2 separate regions of the Ovis aries genome follow, and region 2 is linked to region 1. The links are chromatin contacts, called in public Hi-C maps. All regions are on one chromosome and are shown on one strand. Each heading gives the region's core, a stretch centred on a gene start, on an enhancer-like site or on the middle of the called end of the contact. The rest is flanking DNA. Distances are from core to core; before and after follow the strand shown. Region 1 holds the start of SPATA32 (spermatogenesis associated 32). Region 2 has its middle 49 kb from the start of ARHGAP27.

Region 1 (7,867 bases), core at 3,211-5,710:
GAACCCCCAATCTCTATTTCATACTCCCACTTTGACCCTCCAATTTCTATTTCTTACTCCCATTTCTCCTGAGTTCTAGACTTAAACTGCAGTCACTGATTACACATTTTTCCCTCAGGGGGCCTCAACTTCACTTTGTTTAAAACCCTATGGATTCCTTGTCAAAGCCTGAGATGAGTAGTTTGAATAGAATTCCCCTTTACTATTGTTATGACTAGGTGAGCTAGGGGCTCATCTCTTCCTAAAGACCTCCCAGACTCTACCCCAAGCCCCCCCCCCACCCCCCACAGCAGACCTCTATCTAAGTGCACAGCTTCTTGCTGACCCTCAGTGAGAGGTGGGTTGGGTGTGTGGTTTGCTTACTTTGAATCTCTGATCCTCTACACAGAGTCAGGCACAAGGTGGATTCTCAGCAAAAGTCTGTGCAAAGAATGGTTTCCTGGGACTTCGCTGGTGGTCCAGTGGTTAAGAATCTGCCTGTCAATGCAGGGGATACAAGTTCGATCCCTGGTCTGGGAAGATCCCATCTGCCATGGAGCAGCTAAGCCCATGCGCCACAATTGCTGAGGCCATGCTTGAGAGACCATGCTCTGCAACAAGAGAAGCCACCGCAACGGGAAGCCCGTGCGCCGTGGCTGGAGAGTAGCCCGCTTGCCACAACTAGAGAAAGTCTTTGCACAGCAATGAAGACTCAGTGCAGCCAAAACTAACTAACTAAATAAAATTATTTTTTAAAAGAATAGTTTCCTTATTCCTCTCACCCTACGAAACTCTTTAGATTATCTCCCATTTTTGGCCTCAAGTTCATACCTTGGTGTCCAGACTCTAGGATGGCCAACACAGTTCTGCATGTTTGACCCATCTTCCTTTCCAATCTCTCATCTCTTGATAAGCTCCTCTCCCTGGTTTTTTCATTTATCCTATCACCCCAGTTAGAGACCTGGGTCACTTGCAGCCTCCTCCCTTCCCCAGCTCCTGACTTTCCCACCACTGTTAATGACCTAGTGCACATCCTTTCTCCATCTCCACTGCCTCTCTCCTCTTCCGACACCAAAGTCAACACAAACCCAGGACTCATGACCCCCTCAACACTCGGTGCTGAGTGCTTTGCATGCATTCAGCCCTCAGGGCCACATTCTGCACAGGTGGCCATGACTCTCCTCTCATAGATGAGGAAGTTTGCACAAGTCACACAGCTCTTAAGAATAGCACCACGACCTGAACACAAGTCAGACTGGCTCCAAACCCCGTGGTGCTACCCACTGTGCTGACTGAAATTTCTCTAGGCCTCTAGCTGATGTAATACAATATGGACCACTGATCTACATTCCCCCTGACCCCGGCCCCAGCCTGGGCATCTCAGTGACTGCAGAACAAGCCTGCTGCATCGCACCTGCTCACATCCAGACTCTAGGGTGGCCTCAAAGATCCTGCATAGTCTGATCCCTGCTTTCTTTTTTCGTCTCCTGGTATCCAGTTCCCTGCCTTGCCCCAAGCTCAAGAGGCCCTGGAGCATGGAGGGAACTTTTGGGCCTCAGTGCCTTTGCACATGCTGTTTTTGATACTCAGAAAGTCTCTCTCCTGATAAAAATCCTACTCATTCCTGACAGCCCAACTCAAATCTCCAATGTCATTATCTCTGTGACATACCTGGCTGTCTAACCCATATTTTAATTTTTAGTTAACTCATTAGACTCAGGGCCTAGCACAGAGTAAGAGTAAGTGCTGGCAAATAATAAATGCTAGAGAGAGTGTGACGGAGAAGGCAATGGCACCCCACTCCAGCACTCTTGCCTGGAAAATCCCAGGGATGGGGGAGCCTCATGGGCTGCCGTCTATGGGGTCGCACAGAGTCGGACACGACTGAGGCAACTTTGCAGCAGCAGAAGCAGAGAGGGTGTGAAGAAAAAAATTCCTCCTACGCTGTTTGTGGGAATGTAAATTGGTGCAGTCACCATTGAGAACAGTATGGAGATCCCTTAAAAAACTAAACGTAGAGTTACCACAAGACCTTACAATTCCACTGGAGAACATCTGGAGAAAACTCTATTTTGAAATGATACCTGCACCCCAATGTTCATTACAGCGTTTACAATACTCAAGACATGGACGCAACCTAAATGTTCATCAACAGATGAATGCATAAAGATGGTGTGGTATACACACACACATACACACACTGGAATAGTAGTCAGTCATAAAAAAGAATGAAATAATGCCATTCACAGTAACATGGATGAAGTGAGTGAAAATCTCTCAGTCGTGTCCAACTCTTCACGACCCCATGGACTATACGGTCCATGGAATGCTCCAGGCCAGAATACTGGAGTGGGTAGCCGTTCCCTTCTCCAGGGAACATGGATGGACCTAGAGGTTACTACTGAAGAAGCCAGACAGAGAAAGACAAATATGATATGACTTATATGTGGAAACTAAAAAACAAACAAATGAACTTATTTACCAAACAGAGACTCTCCGACACAGAAAACATATGGTTACCAAAGGGGAAAGCAACTTCCCTGATGGCTCAGGTGGTAAAAAACCTGCCTGCAATGCAAGAAACCTGAGCTTGATTTCTGGGTTGGGAAGATGCCCTGGAGAAGGAAATGGCAGCCCTTTCCAGTATTCTGGCTTGGAGCATCCCATGGCCAGAGGAACCTGGTAGGCTCTATAGCCCGTGGGGTTGCAAAGAACTGAAAAGGATTGAGCAACTAACACTTTCCCTTTCAAGGGGGTGGGTGGGTAAGAATAACATGCACACTACTATATATTAAAATAGATAACCAACCAGCTGTATAGCACAGGGAACTACACTCAATATTTTGCAATAACCTATAAGAGAAAAGGATCTGAAAAAAAAATATATATATCACTGAATCATTGTGTTGTACACCTGAAATCAACACATTGTAAATCAACAGTACTTCAATTAAAAATACAATAAAATACAGTTCTCTAAGATTAAAAAACAGAAAAAAGAGAAGGGGATGCAATAAATACTGCAGGAGTGATTTAAGATGTCTGCATCAATTTGTTGAGGGGAAAGCTGTTCTCTGGTTGTTGATTTTTGGCACGTTTTGAAGGCTGGCCCATGTCGTCCTGGGAGAGAAAGTTCTGAGAAGAAAGCCTCCAATCCGGGGGTGGGGGAGATCTGGGCCCCCTTGTTAGAAACCTGGGAGATCCAGGGCCCTCAGGGGAAACCATCTTTGCTTAAGGGTACAGAGACAAGTGCAAAGCACAACGGAGGGTCTCAGTGAAACATCTGTTGAAGCACACCGCCTTTCTCTGCAAAAGCCTCAAGCACCAACCACGGAAACACTTGATTTGATTTGGAGCGGGGGTGGGTTTCCTCTGCAGTTTGGGGTAATTCATATATCGCTTCCTGGGCACAAGGCCACCGCCCCTCATCCACGGGGACCGCGGGGGTCTGGCTGGGGGTCGACCTTCCTCTCCGGCGCCCGCCCGCCTCGGCCAATCCCCGCCCCCCGAGCCCCTACCTCACTTTCACTTTTCCCGCCCGGCCCCGCCCCTGCCCCGCCGAGCGCCGCCCGCTCCCACCTGTCACCCCCATGCTGACCGAGACTCTGTACTGGAGGCGGGAGCGGGCTGGTGGCTGCTGCCCCTCCGCCTCCAGTGCGCTCTTTGGTGGCAGGCTGTCCGGGGCGGCAGAGATGCGGGGGGTGCGGTGGGGTAGAGGGGGGAGCCGGTGCCTGTGATGTCGCTGCCTCTGTGACGTCCCTGACGCGAGCCCCGCGGCGTGTGGGTGGGCTTGGCAGTTGGTGGAGGAGTCTTCCAGAGAATGGGGCTCCTCCTTGCCCCGCAGCCGGAGCTCCTCCTTGGGAGACATCCAGGAGGCGCTGCTCTCTGCTGCCGGCCCAGATGGGTGGACGATGGAGCCTGGTAAGCCTGAGGTCTGCTGGGCTGAGCTTTGATCTGCCCTGGGCACACTGGCATAAGGCCGCTGCACTTTCTGTGTTCCCAGGATCTTCCAAGAACCTGCTGAGCTTGCCACCTTTGCCCCAAGGTATACACATTTATCTGTGCACACGAACTTGGACATAGATTCCTGTTGTAGAGCCAGATTAGACGAGGCACCCTGTGTGCCAGTGACATCCATCCTGGGGTTCTGTCCCAGCGCCAGGGAATCTACTTTGGGAAAGTCAACTCTGAGCACGTGCAGACACCCAGCTGGCTGGAAAGGCTGGCAGTTCAGGCCCATTCCCAGTCCAGTTCCCTGGGAGCCTCAGGGACAGAGGAGTGAGTGGGACAGTCTTGATTCTGGGCATGCAGTCTGCCGCCACTACCCCACTCCCCTCAGCCTGGCACCGTTTGGCCAGGGACTTCCCAGCTGTCACCATGTGGGACATCTTGTCTGACTGGTCTGAATGGATAGCCTAGAGGTAGGACTGGAAGTGTCACTGGGAGGAGTGGTGGGAAAGGGCTGAAAACAGTCTTTGCCCAGGGTGGGGCAAGATTGGATAAGATCCCATCAAGAAGCCAGAGGGAGGCAGCTGGTAGGATGTGAGGTTCAGGGCATAGGCAGGAGGGAGTGGAGATAACCACGGTCCAGACACACTTGTCATTACCTCAAACTTTATTGCTTACAAAGTTATCTACCATTGCAACTCTGCAGTGCGAATGCTGCAGTTCTTCACATCCTGGGGGCTGGGAGTCTCTCCCTGGGGAGGAGTAATGGCTAAATGTGGATAGCTGGGCAAAGGCCACCTGGCAAGGTATGGGGTCGAGCTTCTCCCCAGATGGAATCTCAGGGGATACCCCCTTACCCCTCAATAATTCACAGTTGATTAATGCTACATGAGTCCTGATCAGCTGCCCCCCAAAAGAAGAGGCTGGCCTCGGGGCGGTGGGGGGGGGTACATCTTAAGGAAATCTGGAGGAGGTTTGAGGGGTCACATGCATGAAGAAGGGTCAAGAACTCAGTCTGTTCCCCCATCTCCTGGCTTGCTTGTGCCCATGCAGAACCGCTAGCCTGCCCTCCTGGAGGGCAGCCATGAAAGTGCTTTGAGGTCATCAGAGTGCAAAGTGCCGCTGGCGGTGCCCTGGAGACCAGGGGCGGCAGGGTCAGAGTGTCCTGGGAGGCTCGTGTGAGGGTGTGGAGGGCCGGGGCCTGGCTAACAGGAGCGCCCGCGTCGGGTGCTTTCTGCGGAGTCGATCGCGCTCTGTCCTCAGAGCGTTCCTGTCGGGTAGGCCTCATGTCGCCCTCCACTCCCACAGCTGAGTGAGCTGAGTGCCAGCTGGGCAGGGGCAGTGCTGGGCCTGCGGCTGGGCTCGGGGCCTGCTGCTCCGGGGCAGACTGGGGGCTGGTGGCAAAGGGGCACGTGCTTGGAGGCTGAGAACCATGTCACTTGAACGCCTTGTCTGGTTCTTCTGAAGCTGACCTCCCCTCAGGGCCTGAGTCGCGGTACCCTGAGGAGTGGCATTCTCTCCCAGGGAGACCCCTCCCTGGGAGACCCCCACGTCAGGCGTTTCTCCCTCCCTGGCCTGAAAAGCTCCTAGTGCTAGAAGAGGGGTTGGTGGCCAGGCACAGCCGGACAAGGGGGTCAGAGGGGCCCCTCCATGAACGCAAGGGGAGGCACACCTGCCGCCCCAGTCCTGGCCTGGGCCTGGGGGAATCGTTAGACGCTCCCACCTGCCTGGAAACCGAGGGCAGGGGCACCCCCCTCTCCTGACCTGGGCCAGAAGCCGCTCTCCCCTGACTGCCAGCAGGTGGCCACTGATCCTAACACGGTCAGGCCAGCTTGTCGGGACCAAGGCAGAGAAGACCCTCTGTTCCTCGTGGGAAGGCCTCCTGTCTTCCTCCTCCTCTCCTGTGGGCTCAGGCAGAACCCAGGTGGAAGATCCCGGGAGGTGCTCTGCTGGCACCGCCTTTCTGCTGCCAGCCCCTGGTCCCACTGTTGAGCCACGGGCTGGCAGAGCTCCGGGAGCAGGCAGAGCCTGTGTCTCAGGGCAGCACTGAGCACCGAGAAGGAAAGCCGCTTCTGGCCGAGTGGAGCCAGTTTTAGAAGGCTGCTTAGGGCCTGTTCTCCAGCTGGCCGTGCTTGACCCTCCAGCTCCAGGCGAAGCTGCCGTCTGGGGCCAGGGTGCACTGCAAGTCGATGCCTGAGTCCGGCACCTCCATGTCGTAGCGCACGGGCTGCCCGTCCTTGGTCACCAGGCTGAAGGCTGCAGCTGGGATCTGGGGGCAGAGCAAACCAGGGGGCCTGAGAGCGGCCGGGGTGCTGAAGGGTCCCAGCAGAGCAGAGCTGATGGCTTCCTGCTACACTGGGAGATACTTCCCTCCAACGCAGCAGGCAGCCTTGGAGTATTATCTGCCTTTCATTCTGGAAGACTTGGAGAATCTCACCCAGCCCAAGTGGGTGGGGATCCTGAGGACCCCTCAGTCACCACTGCCAGTCTTGCCCTGGGACCCGGGGGGCGGAGGGGGGGGGCGGACATCACAGGGCCAACTATTCCCTCTGGTGCCATGTCTACTTATTCGAAAGCTTCCTTCCTGGAGGACTGAGCTAGGCACACTGGATTCTGGGAGTCTGCCCCTCAGCAGGCACCTGCCCCTCACCTGGCTGCTGATGCCTGTTGCGATGTCTCCCACCTTGGCCCGGTGGAATTCCCGGATGTGCAGGTGTTCGCCATTGAGAGACTGTATTTGGACTTTCACACCTAGAAGTCAGGCAGGGTGACCATCAGGAGAGTGGCTGCAAGCTCCCTAAGGCGCCCTAGGGAGGGGGAAGCAAGGTGGCTGAAGAAGCTGCAGAGATGGCTTTAGGATGGAAGGGCTGTAACATCATACCCCTGCTAGCTCTCCATGGCCATGTTCTGCCAGTACCGGAAGTCTGGCCTGCACAACGCAAAGGGCTAAGGTTGGCTCCTGCGTGGAAGCAGTACTCCAGCTTATACACACAAAGCAGAAAGGAGCTGGAAGCAAAGATTCTTAAATTGGGTTGTGGGCAACTTAGATGGTAAGGTTCCCTGAGGTGGGACAGCCTCTGGCCAGGCATGGGGCTTGATGCCATGAGTCACACTGGCCCTGGAAAGGCCAGGGAACTGTGTGCTGATTAAAGCCTTGTTCTATCAAAATCACAGAATGACCTCTGCAACCACACTTGAAAACAAAAAAGTTCCACATGTGTTGTCTTTCTCATCTTCCGACTTCAAATCCCAGAGGAGGATCTCAGGAAACCTATTGCTAAGCTCTGTCTCTTTTCTTCTATTTTTTGGCCACACCCCACGGCATGTGGGATCTCAGTTTCCTGACCAGGAATTGAATTTGCACCTCCTGCATGGAAGGCAGTCTTAACCACTGGACCACTGGGCAAGTACCTCTTGCTGAGTTCTTGATTAAAATGCTCATGGGCTCCTGTTTTTCCCTTTCCCTTCAAAAGTTCAGGTTTTTGACTCCAAGCCAGGAGAGACTGCTCTCTACCCCCAGCTAGAGGCTTCTGGGACTCCATCAGCTACCCATGAGGGGCCATGGTCCTTCACTGCCCCGTAAGGAAAGGCTCTGAGTTTAGTTTACTCTAAACTGACTCAGTGGCCAGGCACTTCAAGTTCTGGGTGCCAGGTACCTTCCTCCTCTCCCGTCCCCACTGTGCCCTACCCTCAGACTCCCCAGTCCCAGGCAGAGATCAGGGGACTGTACCGTTGAAATAGCTTGGTGTGTCAGTGGGCCGCCCCCGGGCCAGCACCATGTTCCAGCTGGAGCTGCGGGCCTCTGCCTGGCTGCTCCACGAGTGCACGCCGGAACTCAGTGTGTCCCGTGAGCTCTGAGAAGCCTTGGACGGGTTCTAAAACGAGAGTGGGCACAGACTCAGGTCCCTGGGCTCAGGGAACCTTCTCTGGCCTTGGTCTG
Region 2 (7,867 bases), core at 2,866-5,365, 120 kb after region 1:
AGGTGACTTATGATGTTGTGTGAGTTTCAGGTATATAGCAAAGTGATTCACAAAGTGATTCACAAACCTATTCAGTAGGTTCTTGTTGGTTATCTGGTTTATATATAGTAGTGTGTGTGTGTTAATTCCAAACTCCTCATTTATCCCTCCTGAAACACTTGTCTTTATATGTTTCACTTTTAAAAACTCAAATTTAAGTCATTTCTTCCTGACCTACAACACATATGAAGAAGTACACAAATCAACTGACTTTCACTCAAGTAAGAAAAAGCAATTTTTCGCCCGGGTCAATAATATTATGAGCTCTTAGCCGCTGGCCTAGTACTGCCTCCTAGACACAGACCCTCAGGTTACCACTCTCTGAGTTGTAACAGCCCAGATTAGTTTCATTTGCATTTGAATATCTCATAAATGCAACTGTAAAGACTGTTCTTTTTGATGTGTCTGGCTCAACATTTGTGTAGTTCAATTCATCCACTTTTATACAGTATTCCATTATGCGAATATAACAGGATGTATTTCTCCATTCTCTGCTGACATGTAACTTGTTTTCAGTTTTGGGCTATTATGAGTAGAGCTGCCATGAGTATTCTTATGTATGATTCTTGGTGAACACACATACTCATTTCTGCTGGGTTTATACCAGGAGTTGAATTCCTAGGTCAGAGAGCAGTATGGAAATGCCCAGGTTCAGTGAATACGGCCAGTTTCCCAAAGTAGTTGTTATAAATTACATCCTCACTACCAATGAGTCAGAGCTCCAATTACTCCACAGTCCTGTCAACATTTGATATTGAAAGTCCTTTTTTTCTTTTTAGTCCTGGTGGGTGTACAGGGATATCAAATTGTAGTTTTAATTCACATTTCTCTGATGACTAATGTGGTTGAGCATTTTTCATCTGTTCATTGGTCCTTTATATATCATCTTTCTTTGAAAAGTTTCAGCCTTTTGCTCATTTTTCCATTCGCTTTTTCACTTCTTTTCATTTTCCTTATTGACAAGAGTTCTTTATATAATTCTGGATGTTATTCCTTTGATGGATATATGATTTATGATATCTTTTCCCAAATTAATTAATTTTATCGACCATGATTACTATGAATAAAAAATCAATATCACATCTCATGGATAGTAGGTAATTGCAAAATACAGAAAATAAAAAGAAGACAATGTTACTATATTCTAGCTAAATATCACACAGCTGGCAGCATGGCTAGAATCCTGTTAAAAGATTAGCAAGTGAAAAAGAGGTGTTAATGACATTCTAGCAGCACGTGGAAACTTTCCCCTTGATATCTTCAGAAGGCTGGAAAGAATTAGAGGTCTTCCCTGGTGGCTTCCTAGGTGAGGCAGTGGTAAAGAATCCACCTGGCACTGCAGGAGATGCAAGAGACTTGGGTTCCATCCCTCCAGGGGCTTTAATCACTGAGTCAGGACGATCCTTTGGGGTAGAAATGGCAACCCATTCCAGTATTCTTGTTTGGTTCCTGGTTTAGGGACGACCCTACATGTTGCATGGTGCACCCTGCTCCCAAAAAGAGAAGGTTGGAAAGAATTAGAAAAGAAACAACTTTCTCATTTTGCAGCTGCATGTTAATTATCACCTCAGTCTACCCTTTGTCCTGAGCCAGGACCTATAGTTATACCACCCACTGTGTGAGGTGGGCACAACTGCAATGAGGATTTTTTTAACTTTTAATTAAATGAATTATTTTTTGGCTGTGCTGGGTCTTTATTGTTGTGCAGGCTTTTGTCTAGTTGCAGTGAACAGGGGCTACTCTCTAGTTGCGGTGTGCAGGCTTCTCATTGATGTGGCTTCTCTTGTTGCAGAGCACCAGCTCTAGGGCACTTGGGCTTTGGTTGCGGCTTGCTGACTCAAGGCACAGGCTCAGTAGTGGTGCATGGACTTAGTCGCTCCGCAGCATGTGGGATCTTCCCAGATCAGGGACCGAACCCATATCACCTGCATTGGCAGGTGGATTCTTTACCACTGAACCGCCCGGAAAGTCCCAATGAGGTGTTTTTTGCTTTTTTCTTTTTTTAATAAGGGGTTGACATATTGAAGTTGATGTTTTAGAAAAATCGTTTAGATGAAAATGTGAATAAAAAGCAGAAATAGAAGTGAGGGACCCAAGTTAGGAGGAGGTGAAGAAGTCCAGGTGGTTAAGTGTCAAGGGTCTAAAGCAGGGGTGAGACAGGGACTAGGGTGAATGTGGGGACTGCAAAGAGGTAGAATCGGGACAATGCAGTGGCTGTTGATGTGTTAAGAGAGTAAAAGGAGATGTCTAGGGTGACTGTGGGGTTTTTAAGTTGGAGGACTGGGAGGAGGGAGGTAGCAGAGACTGGAGAAGCAAATTGTGTGAGAGAGGAGATGGTGAAATCAATCTGTGATGTGTGGAATCTGAACTGTTTGCAGGACCTCACAGGGAGAGTCTCCAATTTCTCTATTCATTCATTCATTTCACAAATATTCACTGAGCACGTATGGGTGCCAGAGGTGCAGCAGTGAATCCAATGAATAAGATTTCTGCTCTGACGGACCTTAACATTCATGAGAAAGATGGGTGGTGGGAAAGATAGATAAGAACAAGCAAAGGATGCACAGGGCTCAGGGCCATGGGGTGAATTGGGGCCCTGGTGGAGTAAGCGCAGCAGTTAAAGCTGTCAGTGTGAGGGAGCTTGCCTAGGGAGAGGGGCAGAGCGAACCAGAGAGGAGGGTGGAATGCCACCATTAGGGGCAGCAGGGGAAGGAGCACCCTTTACGTAAACCAGAGGAATAATCGGAAGGGGAGGAGGGCAGAAGTGGATCAAAGGAAGAGGGGCTCAAAGATCTTTCAACGGATGCATTCATTCATTTATTTGATCAGATTTTACTTGGCGCCTCTGAGTACCAGGCTCTGGGGAACCAGAGATGAATGTGAAGTCTCTGGGGGAGGCAGGCATGTAAACTACCAGTGATTAGGCTACAAGAGAAAATTTCTATTATGGAATACACACACGTATGTCCTGGGAGCGCAGAGGCTGGGAACTCCCACTTTTTGAACCTACTATGTGCTGGGCTTCCTAGAGGAGTGGGCACAGAGCTAAGAGAATGGGAGGAGGGGAGGCAAGGGCACTGACAGAGGACCAACTTGAGCAAGGGCAGGAGGTGGAAAGCTGCTTGGTGAGTTCTGGCAGCCGGGCATCCACAAGCACCAGAAGGGTGGAGCAAGCCAGAGGACCAGAAGGCTGGGACAGCCTTAAGATCACGCCAGGAGAGTGGGCTGAAGTCAGAAGATGGTGGAGCTGCTGCAGGTTTGGAGGAGAGTGCCTGCCACTTGGCACTGTTCCACCAAGCCCACAGGAGCCAGAGCCCCTGGAGATGCCCTTCTCTTCCCACCTCTCCCTGACCCAGCGGTTAGGAGAAGCTGCACAGTGAAGCCAGGGCCCACTCTGCAAGCCCCACAGAGCCTAGAGCACCCTGGGTGAGCCCTGGGAGAGGGAGTAGGCTCGTGCTAAAAGGCGTCTTTCAGAGAGGCATGTGAGCGCCGGATAGAGTATGGGGCGCTCCAGCGTCTTGGGAGTGTTCTTGGAAGAGTGGGCTGAGAACTGAGGGCACCTGTCAGGGATGGAGAAGAATGTATGGGGTGGAAGGTGTCTGGGTCCAGCCTGGTGGCCTGAGCTCTGAGCCACCCCCTGAGCGAGAGCCCTGGGCTGATGAAGAGTCAGAGCCCTCTCTCTCTGCATCTCCTCTTGGTCTATGTTTCACCTTACCTCCTCCCCCAGGTCTTCCCTGGGCGCTCAGACAGTAGAGAATCTGCCTGCAATGCAGGAGACCCAGGTTCGATCCCTGGGTTGGGAAGATCCCCTGGAGAAGAGAATGGCTACCCACTCCAGTATTCTTGGCTGGAGAATTCTATGGACAGAAAGGCCTCCTCCCTTTCTACACATCATCAGCCTCATCTCCCAGCCTTGCAATCTGAGGCTGCGCTGAAACTTGGGGGTTGGGGGTTGTAGGGGGACAAGACTCTAGGTTCTCTTGGCCAACGCCCACAGAGGCCTAAAGCTCTGGGCAAACCCTCCTGGGTATTCAGGGTTGGGACTCACCCTTTGCGGAAAAGACCTCTGGCGCCCCCTACTGCCATCTCAGCTTCAGCAATCACAATCCTATCTCTCCCAGCCCACCCTGAACCCTGAGGCCAGAATACACTGAGGGCCAGTTTCAGTGGCAGGAAGTAAAGTGGAACCTCACAGGGACCCAGGTCTGGCTTGTGATGTTCACCTGGACTCTGGCAGCTTCCTAACTGATCTCCCTCCCCCCTTCCTTCACTCACAGATTAAAGAGAATCTCTTTAAAAGCATAACTGTGGAATCAGTTCAGTCGGTCTGCAGCACTCCAGGCCTCCTTGTTCATCACCAACTCCCAGAGCTTCCTCAAACTCGTGTCCATTGAGTCGGTGATGCCATCCAACCATCTCATCCTCTGTCGTCCCCTTCTTCTCCTGCCTTCAATCTTTCCCAGCATCAGACTCTTTTCAAATCAGTCAGTTCTTCATATCAGGTGGCCAAATATTGGAGTTTCATCTTCAGTATCAGTCCTTCCAATGAATATTCAGGACTGATTTCCTTTAGGATGGAATGGTTGGATCTCCTTGCAGTCCAAGGGACTCTCAAGAGTCTTTTCCAACATCACAGTTCAAAAGCATCAATTCTTTGGTGCTCAGCTTTCTTTACAGTCCAATTCTCACATCCATACATGACTATTGGAAAAACCATAGCTTTGACTAAATGGACCTTTGTTGGCAAAGTAATGTCTCTGCTTTTTAATATGTTGTCTAGGTTGGTCATAACTTTTCTTCCAAAGAACAAGCATCTTTTAATTTCATGGCTGTAGTCACCATCTTCAGTGATTTTGAAGCCCCCCAAAATAAAGTGTCACTGTTTCCACTGTTTCCCTATCTATTTGCCATGAAGTGATGGGACCAGATGCCACGATCTTAGTTTTCAGAATGCTGAGTTTTAAGGCAACTTTTTCCACTCTCCTCTTTCACTTTCATTAAGAGGCTCTTGAGTTCTTCATTTTCTCCCATGAAGGTGGTGTCATCTGCATATCTGAGGTTATTGATATTTCTCCTGGCAATCTTAATTCCAGTTTGTGCTTCATCTAGTCCAGCATTTCTCATGATGTACTCTCCATATCAGTTAAATAAGCAGAGTGACAATATACAGCCTTGACGTACTCCTTTCCCAATTCGGAACCAGTCTGTTGTTCCATGTCCAGTTCTAACTGTTGCTTCTTGATAACGAGTAGTGAACTACCCAACCACGCAACAACTTAAATGGCTCTTAAGGACATTAAGCTGAGGGCAAAAAGCCAACCTCAAAAGGTTACATACTTTATGATTTCATCATATAACATTCTTGAAGTGACACAATTATTGCCAGGTTGCCAGTCATCCAGGAACGGGAAGGAGGACAAGCCTGTAAAAGGGCAGCAGAAGCCATTTCTTTTAAGGTGATGGAACAATTCTGTATCTTGTTTGTGGCGGTGGTTAGATGAATCTAGACATGTAACAAAATGCCATGTAATTATACACAAAGAAACACACACAAAAAGTGCCCAAAATGGTGAAATTGAGAGACATCTGTAGTCTAGTTGGGTCTAATGTCAATCACTTCTCTGGCTTTTGTAACAAGCTGCTGCTGCTGCTGCTAAGTCACTTCAGTCGTGTCCGACTCTGCGCAACCCCATAGACAGCAGCCCACCAGGCTCCCCCGTCCCTGGGATTCTCCAGGCAAGATCACTGGAGTGGGTTGCCATTGCCTTCTCCAATGCATGAAAGTGAAAAGTGAAAGTGAAGCCGCTCAGTTGTGTCTGACTCCTAGTGACCCCATGGACTGCAACCTACCAGGCTCCTCTGTCCTTGGGATTTCCCAGGCAAGAGTACTGGAGTGGGGTGCCATTGCCTTCTCCGTTGTAACAAGCTACAATTATGTAAATTGTCATCGCTGGGGGAAGCTGGGTGATGTGTACATCTTTGTACTATTCACGTGACTTCTTTTGAGTCAATAATTCTTTCAAAATAAATAGCTTATGCAAAGGGGAAAAAAAGCACAGCTGGCCATATCAGCTACCTGTTTATCTCTACCTTGTGTCACTGGTGGGCTACAGAGGAGGAAGTCCTTTGAATGAAAAGTGCTACCTCCTTCAATAAACCAAGCTCTCCTCTGAGGCTGGCAATAGAAAAATACTCCCTCTTGGTGGGCACAGAGGGCTGGGCCCCACAACCTGGGGGATTGTTGTTATTCAGTTGCTTAGTCATGTTCAACTCTTTGTGACTCCATGGACTCCAGCACACCAGTCTTCCCTGTCCTTCACTATCTCCTGGTGTTTGCTCAAACTCACATCCATCCAATCATCCCATCCTCTGTTGCCTCCTTCTCCTTCTGCCCTCAGTGTTTCCCAGCATCAGGGTCTATTCCAGTGAGTCAGCTGTTCGAATCAGATGGCTAAAGCTTCAGCTTTAGCATCAGTCCTTCCAATGAATATTCAATGTTGATTTCCTTTAAATCCTAAAGATGCCGGATGCTATGATCTTCAATTTTTGAATGTTGAGTTTTAAGCTAGCTTTTTCACTCTTCTCTTTCGCCTTCATCAAGAGGCTCTTTAGTTCCTTTTCGCTTTCTTCCTGGGGAGACTTGTTTGTTAATTCCAATGGGTCCTCTCCTGTACTGGCCTGAGGGAGCACTCTCTCATCTCTGATACTCTGGTCCTCAAGCGGACAAAGTACCCTTCTCTTAACACTGGGGGCTCAGTCTTTTTTTTTAAGTTTTTCTCTCAAATTTTTTAAATGATGACATAAATTTTGTAATCGGGAAACAAATTTTTTTAAGTTAAAAAAATTTGAGACATCTCAAGCTTCATATCTCGATACAGTCATGTATGAAAATCATATCTGAGCACTTAAAAAAATTAATTGATTTACTTTTATTTATTTTTGGCTGTGCTGGGTCTTTGTTGCTGTTCTTGGGCTTTTGCTAGTTGCAGCGAGCGGGGGTGGGGGTGGGGGGGCACTTTCCGGTTGCAGTGTGTAGGCTTCTCTTGTTGCAAAGCACAGACTGTTAGGGCACAGGCTCGGCAGTTGCGGCACATGGACTCTAGAGTGCAGGCTAGTAGCTGCGGCGCATGGGCTTGGTTGCTCCTTGGCACGTGGAATCTCCCAGTACCAGGGGTTGAAACCATGTGCCCTGCATTCACAGGTAGATTCTTAACCGCTGGACCACAGGCAAGTCCTTAGCACTTTTCTATATCACTCTAAATCATTTCAATGGCTGTACTCCTCTATATGATGTTAGAAGGCTAACTAAGCATTGAAAGGCAAACATTTCACCAGCTAAATATTTAGTCCTATTTCAGTAAGACATTTTATTTAAACATATTAATAAAATTTCACAAGAATACAGCCTGGGAGTGGTAGAACTATCCACTGACAGACGCTGCTTACATGCGTAACACAATAATAAGCCTCTATGAAAACGTTTCTGCAGAATGCTGGTATCCTCCTGGGTATCGCGAATACATTCCTGCGGCTCAGTCTTAAAGAAAAGGCTGCTCTGGACCGCCAGGAAGCAAAACAGCCATAGCCCAGTGTGCTGTCCTGCTCCATGGCTGCACCCTGGGGGCTCCTCCAGGACGCTTCCATGGGTCCCATCGTAGAGACTGTCTTGCCCCAGGACCCAGGACTCTCCTTGGGTCTGAGGGAGGAAGATTAGCAGGACCTCACGATGTTTCTGCATCAGTTTCTGGGCCATGTGAGTTGCACCTGTCTCATTTTATAATCATAAGAACTCTCCAAGGTCAGTGTGAATGTCCTAACCATCCATAGG

Evidence for each region. A called contact is a pair of places that touch in the nucleus more often than the background predicts.
Region 2: a contact with region 1 is called in a Hi-C map of mixed tissues, with 2.9 times the contacts expected there. The contact joins the enhancer-like site here to the promoter of SPATA32 in region 1. A contact is called at or near these places in 13 of 16 Hi-C or Micro-C datasets (blood, hypothalamus, liver and 7 more).

What each region holds. Positions count from the first base shown.
Region 1 is chr11:44,643,767-44,651,633 of ARS-UI_Ramb_v3.0, forward strand. SPATA32 (spermatogenesis associated 32) reads right to left here and starts at 4,461. Exons shown (of 6, transcript XM_060394938.1): 1 at 3,598-4,461; 2 at 3,559-3,596. The coding sequence starts at 4,034. It overlaps MAP3K14 (mitogen-activated protein kinase kinase kinase 14), which reads right to left. Exons shown (of 16, transcript XM_004012997.3): 14 at 7,658-7,802; 15 at 6,578-6,678; 16 at 4,577-6,196. The coding sequence ends at 6,032.
Region 2 is chr11:44,761,791-44,769,657 of ARS-UI_Ramb_v3.0, forward strand. No RefSeq gene overlaps it. Among named protein-coding and RNA genes, the nearest start is that of ARHGAP27, 49 kb to the right of the region's middle. Within about 2 kb of position 4,116, at least 3 of the 54 cell types and tissues checked have an H3K27ac peak or open chromatin away from gene starts, as enhancers often do. A contact at or near this core is called in liver, where this site is marked.